Regions from separate parts of the Mus musculus genome. Here regions 1, 2, 3, 4, 5 and 6 are each linked to region 7. The links are chromatin contacts, called in public HiChIP or PLAC-seq and promoter capture Hi-C maps. All regions are on one chromosome and are shown on one strand. The core of a region is the stretch at or near the end of the contact, and the rest is flanking DNA. Distances in the headings are between cores, read along the strand shown.

Region 1 (3,337 bases), core at 31-2,530, 890 kb before region 7:
AAAAAAATGCCATTCATTGTCAATTGCTTGGTTTCTGAGCTCAAATGGTCTCTTAACACCATTTTGGTCATCGTATTAAAAATAGTGACTGAAGCATTTAAATAGTTATAGGAATCCAGTCACACTTTTCTCATTGGATTTCATGCCCAGAGATAATTCTGCTTGTAATTCCAGAGGCCATACCTCTCACACTGCATGGTGGGGGTTGTCACTGGGGGGCACATTTTGGACTCTTGTTATCTTTTATATGCATTTTTTTCTAATTTTGTCCTTTTAATTAGCAGTTAAATATTCATGGTATCATTACTAAGCATGCAAATTGTTGTGGCTTTGGGTCAAGTTGTGATCGGTGGGTGAACTTAAGGAGTTTTGGTTTTGTAGGCCGAGTCTATGCCGTGCTGTCAAAGCGAGAAGGTCGAGTGCTTCAGGAAGAGATGAAGGAAGGGACGGACATGTTCATCATCAAGGCTGTGCTGCCTGTAGCGGAAAGCTTTGGCTTTGCGGATGAGATCAGGAAGAGGACCAGCGGACTGGCCAGCCCACAGCTGGTGTTCAGCCACTGGGAGGTGAGATGCAGCCCCACCTTCCCGAGAGCCAGGCAGAGGCTACGTGAAGCTGGCTGTTACTGGCATGGGGCCCAGGCAAGGGGCCTGTGAAAGCCAGCTCACAGCACCAACCCAACGAGCACTCTGTCTATAACGTAAATCGGAGTTACAGGGCATTTAGTCCATTCTTCTCTTGCTGCAGACATACGTTAAGTTAAAGAAAAATGACAGCACTTTTGAATGTGAAACTCGAACGCTTTTCCCTTGGGGGTAGGAGGATGGGGAGAGATTCTTCCAGCATCAAGGGGAGAACTCTTGAAGGGAGATCTGCAGTTTGTCTTTATAAGCTCCTGCTCACCACAGCCTTTCCTTGACCACAGCATGGAGTCAAGCACACAGCAAATTTTTGTGCAGTCACAAAAGGACACTCAGTAGGTGCACTGCAGGGAAGAGAAGGGTGTTGTTAGTACCGTGTTCTGAGTGTGTGGGAGGCATGGGGTAGGCCTTCCTTAAAGGAGACTTAGCCATTAACTAGCAGCGAGAACACTCGGCCAGGAAAACTGAGGAAGGAAAAGCCTAAAGCCCAAGAGAGGCTGTCTCAAAACAGCAGTGCTTTCTTGTTTGTAGGAAACCTCGGTAATTCTAGCTCCCTCCTTCCGCGATAGAGTGTAGCCTGGGAGTGTTACTGTCTGCTGGGCTGGTGGTTACGTGCTGTCTCTGCTGCTTACTGGGACAGTGCAGAGACTTCACTTCTGGGATAATTTATGTGGAGCCACCACCTCGAGCCCTGTGTTGTAGGCTTTGCTGCTGGCCAGGGCTCCTTTCTATGTCTGCACTTCTCTCACTTCCTGCAGCTTGATGGCGTTCTTTCTCTAGAATTCTTTAAACACAGAGCTTACATTTACACGATTAGTGAAAAATGGAAATAATTGAGGCAGACCTTTCTCTTTAAACTGTGATCAGCAAAGTAAGAAGTAAGACTTTGAACAGGCACATCTGCTTTAATTCAGTAGTCCCTGTCACCTGGATAGGTGTATGCAGTTTCCAGCCCAGAGCGCTGGGTGTCTGCTTTCCCCATGAAAGTCCAGTCCATGATGCTTGATAGAACCAAACAGTGCTCACACTTAGCTGCATCTCTTTAGTTAGCATGTTTTACAGTCACTCAAGATTTCTCTTGACTTTTACACTTTTGAATGCTAAATGATGTTCTGATGAGTTCCTTCATTGCCTTTTTACCAAGTAGCCTTCATCTTTGTTTCTCATTGTGTCGAAAACATCTAGGGCACTGTTAACCTTCAGCTTATAGTTAACCATTTCCTGTTTATCCAAAATTCTAGCCTTTGAGCTTGGGTTTGGTTTCTTACATCAAACACGAAGCAGTAAAAGAAAGAAGTAGATTTTAAGTGGCAGTGCCTGGAGGGCAGGAGCTCTGCTGGGGTCCTGGGGTCCTAGTGGCCGGTATGTGGTGACTGGGCTGTGCACCTAGACACTGTCTGTGACTGAGTGAGACGATTCTGCTTCTGGGTAGTGACCTTGAGAGGTGCTGCCCCGGTCTCAGTGGTGCTGCCCTTGCTGAGCGCAGCTGTCAGAACTCAGCCTTCTGACATCATAGATGACAGTCATCCAGCTCACAAGGCTGGCCTTGGTCAACACTGGCACAGGAAAGTGGGTTATAGTGTCTCTGATCTAACAGAGGGTATTGGGTACATAAGGCCTGGGACTTTCTATAAACAGAGCCTTAAGTAAGCCTTCAGAGCTGTTACACTGTCATTGTCATTGGATGAGCAATCTATCATATATTTTATTTTCATTTTAAAAGCTCATGAAAGGACCAAGGTATGAATAAGTTTCTCAGGTTGGCTATGCAGCCACAGCTGGTTTTGGATCCCCGACCCTTCCGCCTTCCCTCCTCAGCTAATAAGGTTATATGTTTACACCACCAGGCCTGACCAGAAAAAAAATATATACTGAGTCTTCCTTTGAAACTTATTTTATTGAGTCTCTTTAAATTTGTATGAATGGGTCTAGAAAGAAGGCTCAGGGGGTGAAAACATGGCTCTGCAAACATGAGAACTTGAGTTCAGATCGCTAGCACCCATGTGAAAAAGCAAGTATGGCTGCAGATGTCTACAGTCCCGGCACTGGGAGGATAAGACAGGCAATTTGTGGCTCACTGACCAGCCAGCCTAGTGAAGACACCAGGCAGCTTCCTCTGGCTTCCATGTACACATTCATGGCCATGCACCCGCACATTCATATGCATGCAGTACACACACACACACACACACACTAAAGGTTGTCCTTCATTTCCTGGTTGGTAAATACGGTATGGAGAAAAGGGATAAGACTGCTCTAACAGAGGCATCCCAAAATACAGTGGGCCACTCAGGCAGAGGGTATTTCTCCTTCCAGTCTGAGAAGGCAGTGCAGAGTTTGCACATGGCTCTGTGACAGCCCAGCTCATTCATGTCTTTCCTTGATGGTCACAGCCATTGGTCTGTCACCCACCACAGCTCCATCCCAGCAGAAGGGCTGGGGCTACCGAAACGGTCCCAATCCAACCCTTAGAATACAGTTTGGATTTTCCTCCTTATCCCATCATCCAGAACCAATCATATGGCCACATCTAACAACGCCCCAACCTGAGGAAGCTGGGAAATGTAGTCTTTAACTAGGAGTCCACAAACTGCTGCCCCTTGTCTGTTATTAGAAGATAGCCTTATCAGCTCACCTGGTATTTTCTGTAGCTGCTTTCAAAAGAGTTAAATTGTTAAGATAGATTTTGGGGTGTG
Region 2 (3,128 bases), core at 279-2,778, 620 kb after region 7:
TTTAGATAACCACAACCCACAGAGTCTGCTACAAACTCACAATCAAATGTCAGGGGCCAGCAGGAGGGCTAGCAGTTGGGACCTATTGTTGAGGTCCTGACCTGAATGAAGGATTCCAGAAGGGGAATGAAGTTTGGGGAAGAGTTGGAGGGTAGGCATGATGCTGGCACATGAGATTCTTGGCTCCCCTTATAGAAAGCACAGCACAACTGTGTATGGGCAAGAAAGCCAAGGAGTGATGGGGGATTGAACTGTGCTTGTAAACAGGGTTGGTAACATGACCCAGGTCTAAATAACCTCAGAGTGATGCATCCTATTGTGCTTCACTCAAGTGTGGGGCTAGTAATACAGGAGACTGCAAAGATCCCAAAACCTAGCTTAGCCTGGCTCTCTATGAAAACAGCGGTTATAGGTATCATCATCATAGTTACCATCTTCACCTGACAATCACCACCATCACCATCATTAGTGTCTTAATCGATGTTCTAGTGCTGTGAAGAGACACCTGACCACACAGCTCTTATATAGGAAAGCATTTAATTGGCTTACAGTTCTGAGATTTAGTCCATTACCAGCATGGCTTTCAGCACAGTGCTGCACAGCCAGACACGGCACAGGAGAGGAGCTGGGAGTTCTTTCTACCTTTGGATCTACAGGTGGCAGGCATAGAGAGAGACCCTGGGCCCTGGTTTGAGCATCTGAAACTTCAAAGCTCACCCTGATTGACATGCTTCCTTTAACAGGCTCTACCTACTCCAGTAAGGCCACACCTCCGAATCCCTGTCAAATAGTGCCACTCCCCGAGGACCAGTGCTTCAAATATATGAACCCATGGGGGCCATTTTTATTCAAAGCACCACAACTGCTATCACCATCATCACCATTACAACCACCACATCGCAACCATGGTCATCCTCACACTAATTACTATTAACATCACAATCACTGTTATCACCATCATGGCAGCATCACCATCATTATCATCACTATCATCATCACCTCCACAGTCACAGTCACTGTTATCACCATTATCACCACAACAATTATTACTATCACCATCATCATTTTCACAGTCATAATCACCATGACAATCATTTGTAACTATCACAGTCAAAGCCATTAGTATCATGGCCATCAATATCATCACAGTCATTACCATTGTTATCATTATTACTGCCACTACCATTACCATCACTATCAATATTATTGATGACCACCAACCATCATCATTATTACCATCAAGTAGGACCTCCAGAGCATACACTCACATCTCACCTGGGCTTCCCTCTATCCCGTGTCACATTTGACTATGCAAACTACATATGCCACAAGGACCTGGCAGGTTTGAAAAGTAAAAGGAATTGGACATCTCATTTCACTCTAGCAGCCAGCTTCAATGACTTGTACCAGCTACCTCATCCCTTAGTGAAAGGGAAACCAGGGCTGTGGCATCAGAGGTGGAAGCCCTGGCACAGGCCCAGGACACATTGACAGCAGCAACTGTAGAGCCACAAAGACATCCCAAGGCACACCCAGTCTTGGCCTGAGTTTGTGTTCTTTGGGCACTGGCCACCATCAATGAAGGGGGACCAATGTTGATAAAGGGAAGTGGTTTGTTCTTGAGAAAGCTGAGTCAGCTCTTGAGCTCTTGTTTTAAACAAAAGCACTGAACAGCTCAGACAGGAAGACCATAGAACACACACAAGTTCTGAGTTTAGTGTGGTATCAGTGTACCGTCCCAGGGGCCAGGAAAGTATCCACTCCCAGAATCCCTTTCTCAGTCAATTTGCCAAGAAGTCAAAATGAAAGAGAGAAACTTTGGGTAGGCTCCTACTTCACGCCCATCCTTTCTGTTTAAACATGCTCAATCATGATGGCAGTGGTGGTGCATGACACTCAAAACTTTCTTAGTCCCACTGTCTACTAGGAAAAACATGGTGACAGTATTCATGGGGCAGGGTTGGGGATTCCACGGGGAAACACATGAAGAAGGATCTGGATAGATTTACATCCTTACACTCAGCAAATGTGTCACGAAGAATCCTGGTAGTCTTACCATTCTGATTTCACATTTTCCTCAAATGGGAGCCACATGCTATAAGTTCTGATCTACTTAGGCAGCTTGGTTCAAATCTACCTTCATGAAAATGGCGTGCACAAGTACAGGCCTGGGGTCTGCCCACAGCAAATCCAGGTTTCAGTAAAGGAGGAAAAAAATAGAGGAAGTGGATAAAGGAAAAGACATATGGTAAAGGAGAGACAAGAGGTGGAGGAGGATGGGACCTCTTTAGCCACTGGTGAGATCTCATGGATGACATGGTTTGAAAGGTATCAGTCCCTGTGAATAGTAGAGGTCAGCACTCCAGCTAAAGAATGGCTCAGTCATGGTCAAAAGATGGGAAAGAAAATGGTCAAGAAACAGAGAGAAGGCTAACGTGACTGAAGAATAGTGTCCAAAGAAGGATGGAACAGGACCAGACTTACATGAAGCCTGAAATTATGGGATGAAATTTGTACTTAACTCTAAGTATATGGACCATTGTTGGCAAATTTTAATGAAAACTGACTAAACCTAGTATTCATTTTTACAAAGGCTTGGAGTGAAATGATAACAGAAGCACAAGGGGTCACCTGCAAAAGTTAGGTGGGGGGCAGGGATGATGGGAAGAAGCAGGGAGATATCACTTTTGTGAAGGTGTTCCAGTAGGGCTCTGTGCCTAAGAGATACTGAGCTTCGTTTTGAGCCACTGGCTGGGAGTAGTGTGAGGGAGAGGCGGCCATTAAGAGAAGAGGCAGCGTGCTGGGTCTGGAGGCTCCTGGGCCCTCAGACGGACATTTGAAGAGCTGCCTGGAAGCAGGAAGCTAGAAGACAAGTAAGCTGGAGTGAGCGAGCCAGTGGTTGAGGTTGTGAAGAAGTTATACGGCTGATGTCAGGCCCTCTCATCACAACTGCAGAAGAATGTGAAGAAGCCAACTAAACAGGGGCCAGGAAGTGGAAGGGCAGCCAGGAGTGGCAGGAACTGGAAGGGGTGACATCGGAAGAGTAGAGCTGAGATCAGGGAGGAAGGGAGCTTCATAGAGCTGCCCATGTAGGTTTGAAGCTAGACGGCCAGTTCTCTGAAGATAGG
Region 3 (3,112 bases), core at 87-2,586, 820 kb before region 7:
AAAAGGCACAAAAGGAATGGAGAGTCCATGGCTCCTCAGTTGATGAGGGAACAGAGGGAAGGTGCTCCTGGATGAAGGCTGAGAGATGACAAGATTCCTCTCCTTTGCTCCACCTGAAACAGTTAATATCATTAACTGTTAAGTCCTTGTCAGTTATGGCAACAAAGTTAGTCTTTCCTGGGAAACATGAGCCCCTGGCAGTGTACAAATATAACACCATGTTTAACTTCTGAACCCCCCGCCCAAACTTGTCAGCCCAGATGCTTATTTTTTAAAGTCATGCTTTCTAATTTTAATTCAAATCAAGAAGGAGAGAGACACACACAAAAATTGTCTTGGGGCTGGAGAAATACTTCGGCAATTAAGAATACCAATTACTTGTCTAAAGGACACTGGCTAAATTGTCAGCACCTACTTGGTGGCCCACTACCATCTGCAATTGTAGTTCCAGGGCATCTGACACCCTTTTCTGACATCTGAGGGTGACAGCTATACAGGTGGTGCACATACATGCACACATACATACATACAGGCAAACATTCACACATAAAGTAAACCACGGATAAACCTAATTGAAATTTTTGTTAAAACTGTCTTCAGGCAGTGTATGTTTCCAGTCTGTTCTGACTCTTTCTATCCACATGCTCCCGAAGGGGTCCCACATTGTGTTCCTCTGTGCCTCAGGTTCCTTAAAAAGTCATCTGACTAGATGACTGTCATAGACTTGTGGGAATGCTGATATATCCTTATAAACATACTTACTGTTGGCTTGATTTGATTTGCTGGTGGATTGCCTGGTGATGGGTTGATGAATGGATTTTTAATGATATCAAAACAGAGACAGATCTTTCTTAGGTTGTTGCCAGGGCCTGATGAAAAGCCTTGTCAGTGAAGAAAATTGGGGCTCACTCAAGCTTAAGGCCCAAGGCCAGTCTCTCCTTCTGAAAAATAGATAAAAGTCCAGAATTTCAGAACACATCACTAAATTTCACCTCTTTTTCAAAGTTGTTACATATGCTCCTGGGACATAGTACTTGACCCACTTTCGAGAATATCCCTTCACACAAGCTCATTACTGCACTTTCACACTGTACAAGAACCCTCCTTTGCTCTACAAGGCTGGTAAGCTCTAGGCAGTGTGGCTCTGTAATTTTGGCAACCATAAGCACTTACATGGCACCCTGTGCTGCCTAGGGAACTTTGGTTGAACAGAGTGCATTTGTGGGCCACAGAGTCAGCAAAAGCACAAAGAGCAGAATGGTCTATTGCTGTCCAGACAAGAGCCACTGTCTCGTGGTGCCACTTCTCTTACAACTCAGAGAATTCAATGCAGTTTAAAAGTCACTTCCTCTTCCACCACATGAGCCACATATCAAGGGCTCAAGAGACTAGTGGCTCCAGTACTGGATAGGACATATAGATGGTTTCTGTCATCACAGTTACAAGCTTGGTACATTTGGATAGTGCTAGCTCACAGACAACCTGTCTCTTCATTACACACACACACACACACACACACACACACACACACACACACACACACAGAAAGGGGGGAGGGGAGAGAGGTAGTAGCAGTAGCAGCAACAAGAAGAGTCATGGCACTCCAATAGCTAGAGCTTTACCATTACCCCATAACCATGTACTGAGAACAACACTGCTCTCATCAGTGATAATAAAGGAAGTTGAAGGGAAGGCTTTGTTTCCAGAGACTGCTTGGAGAACAAAGTACAAGAGAGGAGACTCGCTGGTAATGATGGCAGGCAGGACTCTATTCCCTTTCCAGACAATTCCTCCCTCATTGTATTCCCAGTGTGCTAGACTTTCATTTTACAAAGGCAGACTCCCTGGTCTCACATGATAAATCATCTTTATTTATTTAAGGCTGAAAAGAAGCCAAAAGCAGACGGTCGGTGAGGAGCATGCTTGTTAACCACAGATGGCCGACAGGAGAGCTCTTTGCAGAGCATATGTGGATCTGCCCAGTCCAGAACATTCTTTGTAGGACAGTATTTGCCAGATATTTTCTAGTATGTTGTGTTTTTGTCCCCGAGGCTTGATCTTAAACTGTATTCATCTATCACTTCACAGAGTTCGACTGTTCAGAGGAAACGCATGAGCACAGAGTTGACAACCTTTTTAGCCAGTCATAACTCTGCTCGGTCCCTGACAAACCTTACTGGCCCCTTACAGAAACAATGAGCAATGGTTACTCTGTAGAGTGTGTAGGATCGGAATGCCTCCAGGGCAATAGCTGGTTCTTGAATAAAGATTCAAGTTGGCTCGTGATCTTTCAGACAGAGGCTTCTATGAATGGAAAATTTTTACTGGAGAGAGATGTCTGAATTGTATACTCAACAGCAAACATTGTAAGCCCAGAGCGGTCACAGTCTGAGGCCAAAAAATACAAGAGAATACCCACAACAGAAAAGGGGAGCGCAGCACTGGAAAGAAAGGCAACCTCATGGAGATGGGAGCAAAATTCCAGTGAGGTTTGGAGAAAGAACTTGTCCGAAGGGAATTAGAAGACACCATAAAGAGCCATGAACTCCACATTAGCATCTTAGCTGAGCTTGCTCCAGGCAGAATGCAAGATGCAAGGTAAGCCCAATCAAGTGGAAGCTAACAGGTGCATCACAGCCAGGCAGGCAGCTTTGAACACAGAGCCCTGCTCTTGCATTCCAGAAATGGTGTTTGTGAAAGCAAATGCCTGAGTGTTTCAGATGCCCCCATATGTGTCAGAAGGCAAGAGTACCGTTATAACACTGAGAATGTCTGCCCAGGTCTTGTGGCTCAGATGCCTCCATATGTGTCAGAAGGCAAGAGTACCGTTATAACACTGAGAATGCCCAGCTCTTGGGAGCTTGAAGAAAACAAGTCGAAAGTTCAAGGCCAACCTGCCCTACATAGTAAGATCCTATATTGTGAAGTGACGGAAGGAGGATGTGAGGAGAGAGAGAAAAATCAACATGAAAAGTAAGCAAAAATTACCAAGGACCAGTGACTGGATTATCAACACGATTCAGTCCTTTCATGGATGCTCAGCCTCCGGGGAGTGAGAAAACAGACATGCCAGTAAATAATTTTGTATTTTACAATGGGAGCCCTGGAGAGG
Region 4 (3,168 bases), core at 584-3,083, 970 kb before region 7:
GTATTAATCAGTGGGCACCTAAATAGCAGGCTTTGATTCATTTTATACTAATTGATCACTATAAATGCCTATTATTTTTGTCTGGTTTACATTTACTTATTTACTTATTCTAGGAAAAAAAATCTTACAGCTCAAGTGTCTTAGTTTCCTCTCTATTGCTATGATAAACACTGTGACCAAGCCCCTGCAGGATGAAAGAATTCCGTGGCTTATAAGAGTGTGCCACAGTTCATTATCGAAGGACTCAGAGCATGGGCTCATGGCAGGAACCTAGAGGCAGAAATTAAAGTGGAAGCCAGGTGGAACTCTGCTTAGTGGCTTGCTTCTCCTGGCTTGCTTTAGCCTTTCTTATACAACCCAAGACCACCATCCCAGAGGTAGCACTATCAGTTACAATCAAGAAGGTGTTCAGAGACTCACCTACAGGCATTTTCTTAATTGGGATTTCCTCTTCACAGATGACCCTGGCTTGTATTAAGTTGTCCAAAACAAACAACAAACAAACAACAAACAAGCAAACAACCTCCTAGCCTCAAACTTGGCAGTCTACTGAGTTCCAAGACTATGGGGGTACAGTACCAATATCAACTTAATGGTGATTCTGTGCCATGCCATGAACTTGGGCTTTAGTATTTAATAAAATTATATTTCTTTTTTTAACCAAAGCTAAAATTAAATTTCTTTTTCTTAAGATGGTGATTTTTAATTTTTACTGACTGGAAGATGGTGACTGTGGAGTTTGGACCCAACAAATTACACTTGAATTGTGGCTCATATAGTATCCATTAAACTTTGAGTCAACTTTCTTAAGCTTCCTAAGTCTCTGTCTTCCTGTGTGTGAAGTGGTGATGTACAGTGTGCGTCCCTTAACTGCTGTGATGGTTACTGTGCTGTACTACATGTACAGTGGTAAGCACGGAGGACAGACCAATGATGAGCCCATTAGGGAGAGCAGTTCTCTCCAGACTCCTCGACTCTTAAGTGATAGTAACAGTGAATACTGTGTTCTGCATTTGTGTTTCAGTTCATACTTTCATATACTTGTGTGTGTGTATGAGTATGAGCGTGTGTGTGTGTGTGTGTGTGTATTTATCAGTTAAGCTTTTATCTGTGTCATTCCTCAGATGTTGTCCACCTTGTTTTTGTTTTAAAGACAGATCTCTCACTGATCTGGAGCTCGGCAATTAGGCTAGGCTGGGATTCCTCTGTCTTCCATTTCCCTGGCATTGGGATTACACATGTGTACTGCCAATCACGGATTTTATTCTTGGGCATTCTTTTAGCAAAAGACTGAGTCAAATAAACTTGCAGAGGAAGTATGTAGCTTGGGCCAGAAGAGCAGGAGTGGAAGATATGGCTGTTGATGATGGCAAAGAAGGAGGCAGGAAGTGGACAAATCAGACACTGCTGCAGAAGGCAGAACAGCATCTGTAGCTTACCGTTGTAAGGAAGCAGTGTGCATCCTGTCTTTACAGGCGTTTAGAGGTTCCCATGAAGAGGAGCCATTTCCTGCAGGGATGGTCAGTCTCTGGCCAGTGATCTGAGGTCTCTCACTTTGACTACCTATAGTGAGCGGGGTCTGGCTCAGAGGCCCAGATCCTGGGTCTGGAAGATAGATAGCACGAGTTTCCATCTAGCTGGCAGGATCCTGAAGAGCACAGCAGTGAACAGTCTGAGGTAGGATATCATTAGCTCCAGGAGCATGTGGCTCCTTAGAAGACAGGCCAACCGTGCCTGTGCCCAGTACCTATCTATGTGCACAGTGTAGCCTATCTGTAGCCTCTGGAGCTGTAAGAGAAAGAGGAAGGAAGCAAGGCAGTGTGGGAGATGAGACTGAGGCTGGTTTCACAGTATGGTTTACAGAGTGAAATAGAAAGTGTAATGTCAAAGGCAAGAGACAGTGTGGAGGGAGGCAGACAGTGTAGTGCAGCTCTGCCCCTGTTGCTCAAGCTTATGCTTGAGCGTCTGGATGTTCAGCCAATACAGTGGTGGGTATGCCACGGTCTACCAACTCCAGGGCCAGGACTGCTGCTACTCAGTGCTGGGGTTAAACGTGCAGGGAGTGGGGAGTATTCATGGGAATGCCTGCTTAAAGGGAGACGACTCCTGGGTCACTTCCCTTGCCTGGTTTCTGCCTTCCAAACCCAGATTCCTAACCAAATGCTCAGTCTCTAAGTACCTTTTCTGTGTCCTGATAGAAATGAGAGTCGCTTTTCATGAAGGAAAAAGAAACAAACCATTATTCCATTATTGCTAATGGAATAATATGACACACTTTTGAACTAAAAAGAAAACCTCATTTCATAGTGGCTGTTTGCATACTCTCCAGGGTGTTTTGAGCCTTGGTGCCTGTTAACCATCCTCTTCCTTCTCCTTGTTGGCCTCTACCAGAAGAAACACTGACTCTGTGGAAGGCTTTGTGTAACTGCACTTGGTGGTACTTGGGGCCATGGGCACTTGTGCACCAGTTCATAAGCTCCAAGCCATTGGGGACGTAGTGGGCCGGAGAGCCTTCTTTCACTACAGTTTTTGCTGGAGAGAAATTGGATAAGCCTCAGTGGGGTACTTGGTACTGGTCATCACTTCTACAGTCATATGAGCACTTGTTTTCAAAAGAGAGATGAGAGGTGTTTGATGCTGCCACATCATAAAATACTGTGATCATCATAATATATTATAACATCATAACATATCCTGTAGGCCTCTCACTCAAGAAGAAATGGCCCAGAGACGGGAACGGGCAAGACAGAGGCACGCAGAGAAGCTTGCAGCAGCCCAGGGGCAAACATCCCAGGGACCCACCCAGGATGGAGGTGCCCTTGAAACAAGTCCCCATGAAGATGAGCCAAGAGGTACAGCATTCCTAAAAGGTCTTAGTGGAAACTATTTGACATTTTTGCTTAACTTGGTACATTGTCCCTCATATTTTCACTTTGTCATTGTTTTTATCAATATTGTTTCTATTATCAGACCAGATATTCATGTTCACTATTTCTTCAGTACATAGGAACAGTTACTTGGTTGAAGTAAGCATTTGTGGCACTGAATATCTTTTTGTGCCTGGCAGGTGATGAACCAGATGTGGCAAGTGTAAGCCGCCAGCCTGTTTCCCAGGAGGAAAGCAGCCAAGAGGCCTTCATCGCATTTGCTCGTGTGTTCAGTGGCATA
Region 5 (2,972 bases), core at 306-2,805, 840 kb before region 7:
TCATGCACATGGGCTTATAGTGGGAGTCCAGTAACTTTCCTTTGCGTAGGGTAAGGGGCATCAGGGGTTGAACTTGACCTTGTTTATTTCGATTGTTCAGGGACCTCTTCACCCACTCAGCATTGGTTACATCTTTAAACACATCAGTTTTCTACACAGCCAGTTCTAAACAGATGAAGAGTTTTGATGGTACAGTGTAAGCACCTGTGGGTACAATCGAGGTGTGTCTTTAGGAAAGAAAAGTGTAATGACATTGCAGGAGCCACTGCCTTGGGTGGCCAGCCTGGAGGTCAGTCTGGCAGTCTTCTGTCTACTCCCTAGTTACTCTGTTCTTCTGGGGGCTTTGATTCCAGATGCTTAGGGGCTCCTCGAATGTCTGACCTGCATGCCTCTCCTTCTTCCACTTGCCGTGCTGTGTGCTGTGCCTGCCCAGCTGAATGGCAAAACGTCATTGCTCTCCACAGTTCCAATGCACTGGAGCATGATGGAGTATCTGGTCCCACAAAGGTGGAGCTCTGTGGACACCGTGCGTGAGTACCGTTCAGGTCCTGGGAAGGATGGATTCAGAGCAGCCTCCTGTGGTCAGCATATTGCATGAATGTATGGAGGGTCCATCAGCTGGGATGGTTAGCATGGGCGCACTAAGGCAGTGAGGACTCTGAGGCTCCATTCTTTCATTCACAGGAAGAGAATTAAAAGGAAAGAAAGAAAGATGTCCTGGTTAGTGTTTCCACTGGATACAAATGGGAGCCACCAGGAAGAGGAAGCTCCAGTTGAGAAAATGCCTCCATCAGATTGGCCTGTAGGCATGCCTGGGGCGTCAGTGCATTTTCTTGATGAATGGTTGATGTGAGAGGCCCAGCTCTAAGTGAGTGGTACCACCTCTGAGCAGGGAGGTATAAGACACGAAGCTGAACAGGAGTCTGGAGAGCTACCCAGTAAGCACCACTCCTCCATGGCCCCTGCTTTGGTTCCTGCCTCCAGATTCCTGCCTTAAGTTTGTGCCCTGACTTCCTTCACTGACAAAGTGTGACCTGGGAATTATAAGTGGAAATTAAACACTTTTTGTCCCATGTTGTTTTGGGGCAGTGTTTTATCACAGCACTTGAAAAACAGGAAAGGAAGGAAGAAAGGAAGTGAAGAAAAAAGTAATGCAGGGGCAGAGAAATTCTAGGAGGTGACCAGCACCTTCTAGTGTACGGCAGTACTGATGTAGAGTGGACACGTGGGTGTTCCCCAGTTAGAAGAGCCGATGTCTCATCTCTGTTTTTGTGAGTTTACACCTCATGACTGAGGTTTCTAGTTTAGCCGTAAGGAGGCAGGGAAGGAAGACCAAGGCTTTCGAGTGAGAACAAGGACCACCCAGACAGCAGCCTCTCCTATACGGACTGTGTACATGAACACCCAGGCCTGCTGACCCGTGCTGTCTTCTTTTTGTTTTTCAACAAAGATCTGCAGTGCGACATAAAGGAAGAAGCACATATTTGGGGTGCAGGAAGGAAGTGTGTGCAGTTGCTCCTGGTTGTCATATCCACTACAGACTTGGGGCCCCTGTGTCACATGGCCACACTAACACAGCCTGCAGTTCACAAATAGAGCAGTTGGGAGTCCTGATTGCTCCTGCATGTGCATACGATGTTAGGAGACAACCTCTCAGACCAGAGCAGAAGCCAGGTTTCCAAAAGGACAGAAACCAAAGGGGAAAGACAGATACCTGGCCTGCTCTCTGGGAAGTGTGGTAAGGAGACAGAGCTGTCACAGACCTGGGGCTGAATGGTAAAGGAAGGGTGTGTCTGCTCCTAGGCATCCGATCAGTTTGTGAGCTAGCCTTAGCTCACCTTGGCCCTTCCTGCTGAGCTGAGTACTTACTTTCCCGTAGCCCAGCAGTGAAGAGTTAGGAATGATTTCTCAACGTATTTATAATGGTAAAGTTATGTTCATGAGCCTCCTTGCTGGGACCTGTAGGGTCAATGCTGAATCTCACAGATATTTAGCATAGACTTATGTTTTAATATTATTATAAATACGTTACTGAAAGGAAAAACATTTTAGGAGAAAGATGGATGTTTTCTGAAAGACCCATGGAATCTGATAAATGAAACGTGGAAGCTCACAGATGGAGGGTACGGGGAGGTCTTTTCAGCTTTTTACCATTGGACTAATGATCAATGTAGAATGTCCTGGATTGCAGAGGCCGTTTAGAGGCCTCTAAGTGCTTCTTCTTCATTGCATATAAGTGGCCCCCAGGGCTAAGGTGAGCTTCCCAGAAAGCAGGACTGGCAGGTGGGAAGGTCTTGATTATTTATCTCACATCAGTACACATCCCTTCCAAGATCTCCAGTGGAAAGGGCCCAGCACAAGGTGGTGGCAAAGCGCAGGTAGCTTTGCTAGGCTAAGGGTGCAGGAATCTAATCTCACAGACAGTGCTGGAACACCAGGACAGCCCCTTCCCCACCCCCAGCTCTCCTCCACACAGCAGCCTCTCCTTAACAGAGACCTTACTTTACCTCTGGTTGTACTCCTCTCCCTGAGCTTTAGTTGCTATTCGTTCCCAATGAGCTGAACGTTTGGCTGTGTTGTGTACTAATTGTGTTTTCACTCACTGTGGTGAGTTTTCGGACCATCACTTGCCTCTTAATTAATTCCCAGTGCCTTAGTGCTTTTCAGGACTGCTTTTATGAGGGCTGTATGTGTAAGACATCACTTCTTGGTCTTCCTTATCCACTGCAAATTTTCCCTCCAAGACATTGTTCTTCATTTTTGTTTTCTTTTGTTTTAACATGTGAAAGCTACATATGCATGCACAGGCACATAGGCATAGATACACAGAGGCACAGAGAAGTGACAGGGACACGGAGACATACACACAGAGACATACCACACATACAGAGACACACACCACATACACTCACTCACACACACACACACACACACATCACATGCACACACACACACACACCACATTACACACT
Region 6 (3,057 bases), core at 531-3,030, 940 kb before region 7:
TGCATACATGTAAAATAGATAGGCCTACTGATACTGTTGCTTATGCTACTGAAAATGTGAAGGGAAACACTGTTTGGAACAAGAGTAAAAGTCTCCTGGTTCTGCTTGACAACTCTTTAGTATTTATACCATTCAGTGGTACAAGATCATCTGATAAGTGGCAAAGAATCTACAGATTCTTATAAGAAATGTAAAGCCTTCCCTCCTTTTTTGGTGGGATATAAAAACTTGCACAGTTGTATAGCACCAGTCACAAACTCCTCACCACTCATAAAACTAGCACAGACAGTTAAAGTTCAGAAGAGAGCCAACTTCATCAGCTAAAGCAAGGAGGCTCATGTAAACCAGACTGGTGTGAAGTGAAAGAAGGCTTGGGGAGAGATTATTCAGTCAGTGTAGGAGGACATTGCATCCATCAGAATCACAGTGGATAGCTGAGGATCAAGAAGAGAGCCAGCTACTGGGCCGCAGTCACTGTGCCCACTCTCCTCTGCTGGCATCCTTCATATGATGGATGAAGTAAGAAACTTGCACCGTGCTCTGAGACCAGCAACGCTTGCTGCCTACAAAAAGCTTCAAAGGACATGATTGTTCTATTCAGAGTTCAAGGACTTTAAACAGCAAAGATCAAGAAATTAACCTTCAGGCTGAGATTTTAGAGAAGGAGACTCAGAATCCTCCTTCGGAGCTGCTCCCTAGCTGAGATTATAGTCACAGCCTCGTAAGGCACTTCTCTCATGAAGATGTGATTCCCACAGGACTGTAATGGAGCTGACAAGTTGCTCATCCTACAGATATGGTAGCCATCACAATTCAAGTACAACCCAGCTCTCACGGGTGTGGTAATGCTAGTATGGAGCCCAGTGTGCTTATAAGCGCACTCTGTTGTCTGCATTCTTGAAGAGAAGTGGCTTACGCCAGTCCTGTACTCATAATCTTCATGTTAGCATGTACACCTCCCTAGTTAGAAGCAAGCTATGGAACAATGTGCAGTGTTGTGACACTTCTGTGTCCTCAGGCTTGTGTCCTCTCAGCCCTGTCAGGAGGTCTCTAAGTTCCCTCTGAGGTGATAACAGACCCTTCCCCCCGCCCCCCATGTGGTACACTTCTCAGTACGTGTTACCGAGAAATGATATGGCTGCCCAGCACCGTGAAGCATTCAGGAGACCACTGAAGAGAGCTTGTCTCCGCCATGAGACAGGAGGCAAGGACTGTAAAGATTGTAGATCAGAAACGGATGCCAAAATGGGAGAAAAACCAAGCCACAGACTGCAGCCCTCAAATAGCTGGAGCCACAAGCTCAGCTCTGGAAAATCTGATTGGCCCTGTAGGACAAAACAGGGGGAGCTGTCAGTTCTCAAGAGCCAGTTGTTAAGTTTCACAAATTTTGCCAGCCAGTTGTTAAACTTGGCTATTTTTAAAGACTAAATTATGCACATTTATTTAATTTTTTTCCCCCAGAAACACAGTCTGTCTCAGGCCCAGGCTGGCCTAAACTTAGACAAGTGTAACTTCCTCAGCCTTCTGAGTGCTGAGATTACTGTAAAATTATATTAAAGTCATTACATTGTATTAAAAACAAAGGCATTAAATACCTAACTAGATCAGACATAGGTGGCTGCTTCTGACTGTAGCAAAACTCCATGACACAAGAGCACACGGAATCTGGAAGCAATTTGCTTGGTGAGAGGGGTTTCAGCCCTGGGTATTTGTTGTGCCCTCCTTGCACAGTGAACGCACGCACACCCCTGTGCTTGCACAATGTGCATGAGGAGACAGCAGAGCTGGGCTTTCCTAGAGTCGAGTACTTTGTGCTAAAACATGATGGTGGTGTTTCAATGACCTTTCCCCTGTTGCCCTTTGACCTCTGACCCTTTGTTTTTTAGCTGGCTGTTAGTTAAAAGTAGGAAGGAGAGAGCCTAGAGGAATTTTTAAGTGGGAAATAAGTAAGAATTGCACATAACAAAGCTTCCAGATACAGATGTGCTCCAGAACTGTGAGGGGGAGCCTGTGCATTGCTACTGAGGCAGATAGGAACTGTTTCCCTTGGAAATGAAAGTACAGCTGCCCTCTAAAAAAGAAAAACCGTGAAGGCTGAAGTTCCAACTACAAAATACACTGGAACTAACACACAGCAGATGTGTTGAAGGTGAGTGTTTTTCTTGAAGACAGCATCTCACTGTGTAGCTCTGACTGATCCGGAACTCACTCTATAGACTAGGCCACACTAGATGGAACTCAGTGTACCGTCATACCCAACATGGCCTGTATTCTTTTACTGTTCTCATTTACTGATAAAAAGCTTCTTTTTTTTTTTAATGTGTGTTGAAGATACTCAGCTTTTATTAAGTACTTTGAATTACTTTTTCAGTTTTCTACTCATATTCTTGTGTATTGTAGCTTTTGCCAGAGAGGTTAAAAAAAGAAGAAGAACAATTAATGGATAGACCTAGAGCTAGAGCTGTATGATAGAGCCTTGTCTAGGATGCATAGGAAAGGAGAGAGTGAGAGGAGACAGGGAAAGGCAAGAAAGAAAGGCCCTCCCCTCCCCTCCCCTTCCCTCCCCTCCTCTAGAGAACCATAACTCGCACTGTGAACAGCTCCAGATATATTGCTACTGCTCAGCCTGCCCGAGTGCTTATCTTCATTTATTGTATGAAGTCTAGGTCCATATTTTTTTCTGAAAATGCACTCTAACCAATGATTGGGAAATGGGCACCACTTGTGGCATTGCTGTGAACTGTGTCCTCTAAGGAAGTAAATACCTGCTGTGAGTTCACACATACAGCAAATTCCTCAAGACACAGCCCACCAGAGTGGACATGACAGGCAGATTCCATTTGCTTCCTCATTACCCAGTCTGGGAAAAGAAACTCTCCTTATTTATTAGTTGAACAATAAAGTTCTTATTCATTCCATTCTCTAAGTTCTTTTCTCTAAATGTTGAGGTAAGAAACTGGCAGACTGTTCCTTTCTGAGAACACATGGTTTCACTATACATGGTACAGCCGGATCATGATTGACAGTAAGGAAGAACTGGAGCCTTCTGAAGAAGCC
Region 7 (2,957 bases), core at 293-2,792:
GAGTGCCCCAAATAGGCAAAGCTGGCTGGCTACCAGCCCCAGGGATTTGCCTGCCTCTGCCTTTCCATGTTGGTCTTGTGATGTTGTTTTTGATGTGGGTTCTTGGACTGGGCCAGGACCTTATGGTTCTCTGGAGCTCCTTTATTGATTAGTTGTCTTCTCAGAACCCACATTTTACCTTTTAATCAACACCTCTTACGTTGCATTATCTTTGGAAAAGGTCTTTTAAATTAATCCCAAACTTAATTTGATTTCTACACAAAATTTATTCAGGCAAATGTTCCCTGGCTCAGCACTTGGTGAATGAGGGGAGAGGGAGGAGGTAAGGCAAGAGGATGAGAGATGGGGACTAATCAGAGAATACAAAATCATTTTCTTAAATGTGAGTGGTATTTTAAGACAGTGTGGGTGCCCACAGAGCTCCCACAGAGGCCGGATTGGGCATCAGATCCACAGGAACTGGAGTTACCGGTGATTACTAGCCTCCGTGTAAGTGCGGGAATGGAGCTTGGATCTTTTAGAAGAGCAGCCAGTGATCCTGAGTCATCTCTCCAGGTTCATGGGAAGTATCTTGAAGGTCATTTGGGTACAGGAAATTGGGTTACCTTCAGTTACATTAAATGTAACCTGTCGTACATATCTGCTTGAGAAGGGTCTTAGGACCCTAGAGAGAAAAGACTACAGACAGAAACAAGAGAAGAAGGTAGGAAAAAAGAAGGGAAGAGGGAGAAAAGGGAGAGAGAAGAAGGGTTGAAAATGGAATCACAGGCAATAAGATCCATTGAGAAAGGTCTGGGAGTGGCCAAGGCTGTTAAGAATGGTGTAGAAGGTCAACTGCTTCCTGTTTTCTGTCAGACTAGAAGCCTGTCTTTGTGATCTCTCTGCCAGCACAACAATGCTCTGTTGGTTGAGTGAATAAGTTACAGAAGGGTCTACTGGCCATGTGGGATGATGCAGAGAGGACAAAAGAGCAGCCACAGAACGGCCTTTGTGTTAGTGTGGACCATATTGCTGGTGTGAACAGGGAAGGAAGCCAAAGGCAGGGCAGATTGCTCAAGATGTGGGATGCTGAACAGAGAAATCAGAGAGAGAGATAGAGAGAGAGAGAGAGAGAGAGAGAGAGAGAGAGAGAGAGAGAGAGAGAGAGAGAGAGAGTGCACATGCTCGCACATACATGTGTTTATATTTGTCTGTGTGCTGTCTTAAATACCTTGGCTCCTTGCCTGGCCTTCCCTACAGAACACCTGCTTCCTCCCCTGGCTGTCTTACTTGGCAATGCTCCTTGCCCGACATGTGGCCCCACCCAATCAGGAAGCCAAAGAGATTCATCAAGGCACCTGTTCTCCTTTCCTGGGTCTGCAGGAGGAAAGCAAAATGTCTACCCTTTCAACATTTCCTTCTGGTTTGCCTTCTAGATTCTGCCTCAGATCCAAATGAAGTGTTTGCTGAAGGGGGAGTCAGGGAAACACATTCACAGGATACCCCGCCCTCTCTGGTTGCTAGTCAGCCCGGCACGTTCAGCTGCCTGAAAGTCTGTACTTCCTGTTTGGTAACACAGCTCCTCCTTCACTGTGTCTTCACCAAGGAACTCAAGAATTTCCTTCCCCATCCACCTCACTGAAGCTTGTCAATGGGCAGTTTGACAAATCTCCTGCTTTCTTCTAGGGGATTTCCAGAGGCCTTACTTCACCCCTAGCAGCCTTCACTGCACGCCTCAGCAACACAAACTTAAGTAAGTTCTTCTTCTGTGAAACTGGGAATCTCACCCTCAGACCCGGGGAAGGATGAACTAAAACAACGTGCGTGAACATATCTAGCATAATGCCTATGGTGGTTTGAGTAGGGACAGCCCTCATAGAGTTGTGTGTTTAAGTGCTTGGCCAATAGGCACTGGCACTAGTAGGGAGTGTGGCTTTGTTAGAGTAGTTGTGGCTTTGTTGGAGGAAGTATGTCACTGTGGAGGCGGGCTTTGAGGTCTTATATGCTCAAGCTATGCCCAGTGTGGCAGTCTCCTTCTGCCTGTAGATCAAGATGTAAAACAAAGCCCCTCCAGAACCATGTCTGCCTACCTGATGTCATGTTTTCCACAATGACAGTAATAGATTAAACCTCTGAAATTGTAAGTCCAATTAAACGTCCTTTATAAGAGTTGCCATGGTCTTGGTGGCTCTTCACAGTAATAGAAACCCTAAAACAGTGTCCTTTGTTGAAAGGGCTCAAGTTTCAGCAGCTGCCTTCCTGTCTACCTACCATCCTTTGGGTGTAAAGCTAGAGGAAGAAGCTCCAAGAGAAGTTATGGTGCTGGAGTCTTCAATATACGGAAGGGAAGATCTAAGTCTCACAACAGCCTGTAGAGGGAGCCACTCAAAAAGCCCAAAGTAGCAGCTAAGGACACCTAGACTTAGAGAGGATGGTTTCCGAGTCTCCCCACCTCCAGAAGGCAAAGTTAATTTCTCGCGAACATCTTGTACTCCCACAAGCAATCATTCTCCCTCTGCTTTAGCTATTGGGGTGACTACTTGTGGTTAGCAGAGCATCTCAGATTCCTGGACTCAGCCTCCCCACCACAAAGTAACCCTGCTGCTGATACACCAGCGCGTGAGCCATGTGACCCGCGAGTGTTACTGCCAACAGTTGGCAGGCCCGGAACTTCCGGTTTGGTTCTGCGAAGCTTCATATGTCTCTGCACAGTGAGCTTAAAGAGAGTGCTTCTCTATGCCAGAGTACAGGAAGCCTGCAGACATTTCTAATGCTCAAGGGCAGCAGCTTTGCATGTTGCAGGGGACACACGTCCCACTGAGCACACCCTCCTACCTGGCTGCAGGTGGGCAAGGTGTGCCCAGAAGGGTCTGTGACCTTCTCTTTCTCCTCCAGTTTCTTCTGAGGCTCGCTGTCATTTTTAAAGTATTTTCTGGGTGGAGGCTTGGGTTTGGAGGATGTCGGCTTTCTCACCAAAA

Evidence for each region. Promoter capture Hi-C pulls out the DNA fragments that hold promoters and counts their contacts. HiChIP or PLAC-seq counts read pairs in DNA pulled down with a chosen protein or histone mark.
Region 1: an H3K27ac HiChIP or PLAC-seq map of T-cell acute lymphoblastic leukemia shows a contact between it and region 7, with 5 times the contacts expected there. The contact joins two enhancer-like sites. A contact is called at or near these places in 2 of 39 promoter capture datasets (the HPC-7 cell line and liver), 1 of 484 Hi-C or Micro-C datasets (CD4 T cells) and 4 of 115 datasets of contacts at active chromatin or transcription factors (T-cell acute lymphoblastic leukemia, acute myeloid leukemia, large pre-B cells and 1 more).
Region 2: an H3K27ac HiChIP or PLAC-seq map of microglia shows a contact between it and region 7, with 5 times the contacts expected there. The contact joins two enhancer-like sites. A contact is called at or near these places in 8 of 39 promoter capture datasets (cranial neural crest, frontonasal cranial neural crest, hippocampal neurons and 5 more), 1 of 15 datasets of contacts at CTCF or cohesin (pro-B cells), 12 of 484 Hi-C or Micro-C datasets (the 3T3-L1 cell line, the Ba/F3 cell line, the C10 cell line and 8 more), 2 of 115 datasets of contacts at active chromatin or transcription factors (large pre-B cells and microglia) and 1 of 9 other capture datasets (embryonic stem cells).
Region 3: a contact with region 7 is called in an H3K4me3 HiChIP or PLAC-seq map of bone marrow-derived macrophages, with 4 times the contacts expected there. The contact joins two enhancer-like sites. A contact is called at or near these places in 1 of 39 promoter capture datasets (HPC-7-derived erythroid cells) and 2 of 115 datasets of contacts at active chromatin or transcription factors (bone marrow-derived macrophages and microglia).
Region 4: an H3K4me3 HiChIP or PLAC-seq map of pro-B cells shows a contact between it and region 7, with 4 times the contacts expected there. The contact joins two enhancer-like sites. A contact is called at or near these places in 14 of 39 promoter capture datasets (the 3T3-L1 cell line, 3T3-L1-derived adipocytes, the C10 cell line and 11 more), 1 of 15 datasets of contacts at CTCF or cohesin (large pre-B cells), 1 of 484 Hi-C or Micro-C datasets (the HPC-7 cell line), 7 of 115 datasets of contacts at active chromatin or transcription factors (T-cell acute lymphoblastic leukemia, bone marrow-derived macrophages, double positive thymocytes and 4 more) and 1 of 9 other capture datasets (embryonic stem cells).
Region 5: a contact with region 7 is called in an H3K27ac HiChIP or PLAC-seq map of microglia, with 5 times the contacts expected there. The contact joins two enhancer-like sites. A contact is called at or near these places in 3 of 39 promoter capture datasets (the C10 cell line and pre-B cells), 1 of 484 Hi-C or Micro-C datasets (pre-B cells), 1 of 115 datasets of contacts at active chromatin or transcription factors (microglia) and 1 of 9 other capture datasets (embryonic stem cells).
Region 6: a contact with region 7 is called in a promoter capture Hi-C map of liver, with 2.1 times the contacts expected there. The contact joins two enhancer-like sites. A contact is called at or near these places in 11 of 39 promoter capture datasets (the 3T3-L1 cell line, the C10 cell line, the HPC-7 cell line and 7 more), 4 of 484 Hi-C or Micro-C datasets (cerebellar granule neurons, cortical neurons, embryonic stem cells and 1 more), 7 of 115 datasets of contacts at active chromatin or transcription factors (the 230-238 cell line, double positive thymocytes, extraembryonic endoderm stem cells and 4 more) and 3 of 9 other capture datasets (embryonic stem cells, embryonic tail and macrophages).

The regions. Positions count from the first base shown.
Region 1 is chr7:82,772,076-82,775,412 of GRCm38.p6, forward strand. It overlaps Efl1 (elongation factor like GTPase 1), which reads left to right. Exons shown (of 20, transcript NM_175317.3): 19 at 382-566. Among named protein-coding and RNA genes, the nearest start is that of 4933406J10Rik, 18 kb to the left of the region's middle. Within about 2 kb of position 1,281, at least 46 of the 459 cell types and tissues checked have an H3K27ac peak or open chromatin away from gene starts, as enhancers often do.
Region 2 is chr7:84,277,878-84,281,005 of GRCm38.p6, forward strand. All of the region lies in intron 11 of Arnt2 (aryl hydrocarbon receptor nuclear translocator 2), which reads right to left. Among named protein-coding and RNA genes, the nearest start is that of Gm25790, 44 kb to the right of the region's middle. Within about 2 kb of position 1,529, at least 10 of the 459 cell types and tissues checked have an H3K27ac peak or open chromatin away from gene starts, as enhancers often do. A contact at or near this core is called in microglia, where this site is marked.
Region 3 is chr7:82,837,280-82,840,391 of GRCm38.p6, forward strand. Gm36584 (a long non-coding RNA gene) reads right to left here. Exons shown (of 5, transcript XR_003946820.1): 4 at 763-941; 5 at 1-113. Among named protein-coding and RNA genes, the nearest start is that of 1700010L04Rik, 13 kb to the right of the region's middle. Within about 2 kb of position 1,337, at least 24 of the 459 cell types and tissues checked have an H3K27ac peak or open chromatin away from gene starts, as enhancers often do. A contact at or near this core is called in bone marrow-derived macrophages and microglia, where this site is marked.
Region 4 is chr7:82,689,763-82,692,930 of GRCm38.p6, forward strand. Efl1 (elongation factor like GTPase 1) reads left to right here. Exons shown (of 20, transcript NM_175317.3): 13 at 2,701-2,852; 14 at 3,068-3,168. Among named protein-coding and RNA genes, the nearest start is that of Efl1, 43 kb to the left of the region's middle. Within about 2 kb of position 1,834, at least 95 of the 459 cell types and tissues checked have an H3K27ac peak or open chromatin away from gene starts, as enhancers often do. A contact at or near this core is called in bone marrow-derived macrophages, double positive thymocytes and pro-B cells, where this site is marked.
Region 5 is chr7:82,819,301-82,822,272 of GRCm38.p6, forward strand. Gm29796 (a long non-coding RNA gene) reads left to right here. Exons shown (of 3, transcript XR_378297.3): 2 at 354-530. Among named protein-coding and RNA genes, the nearest start is that of Gm29796, 9.9 kb to the left of the region's middle. Within about 2 kb of position 1,556, at least 15 of the 459 cell types and tissues checked have an H3K27ac peak or open chromatin away from gene starts, as enhancers often do. A contact at or near this core is called in microglia, where this site is marked.
Region 6 is chr7:82,721,576-82,724,632 of GRCm38.p6, forward strand. The region is part of intron 15 of Efl1 (elongation factor like GTPase 1); the gene reads left to right. Among named protein-coding and RNA genes, the nearest start is that of 4933406J10Rik, 33 kb to the right of the region's middle. Within about 2 kb of position 1,781, at least 19 of the 459 cell types and tissues checked have an H3K27ac peak or open chromatin away from gene starts, as enhancers often do. A contact at or near this core is called in liver, where this site is marked.
Region 7 is chr7:83,657,984-83,660,940 of GRCm38.p6, forward strand. Il16 (interleukin 16) reads right to left here. Exons shown (of 19, transcript NM_001360087.1): 12 at 2,815-2,957. Among named protein-coding and RNA genes, the nearest start is that of Stard5, 27 kb to the left of the region's middle. Within about 2 kb of position 1,543, at least 149 of the 459 cell types and tissues checked have an H3K27ac peak or open chromatin away from gene starts, as enhancers often do. A contact at or near this core is called in bone marrow-derived macrophages, double positive thymocytes, liver and 2 more, where this site is marked.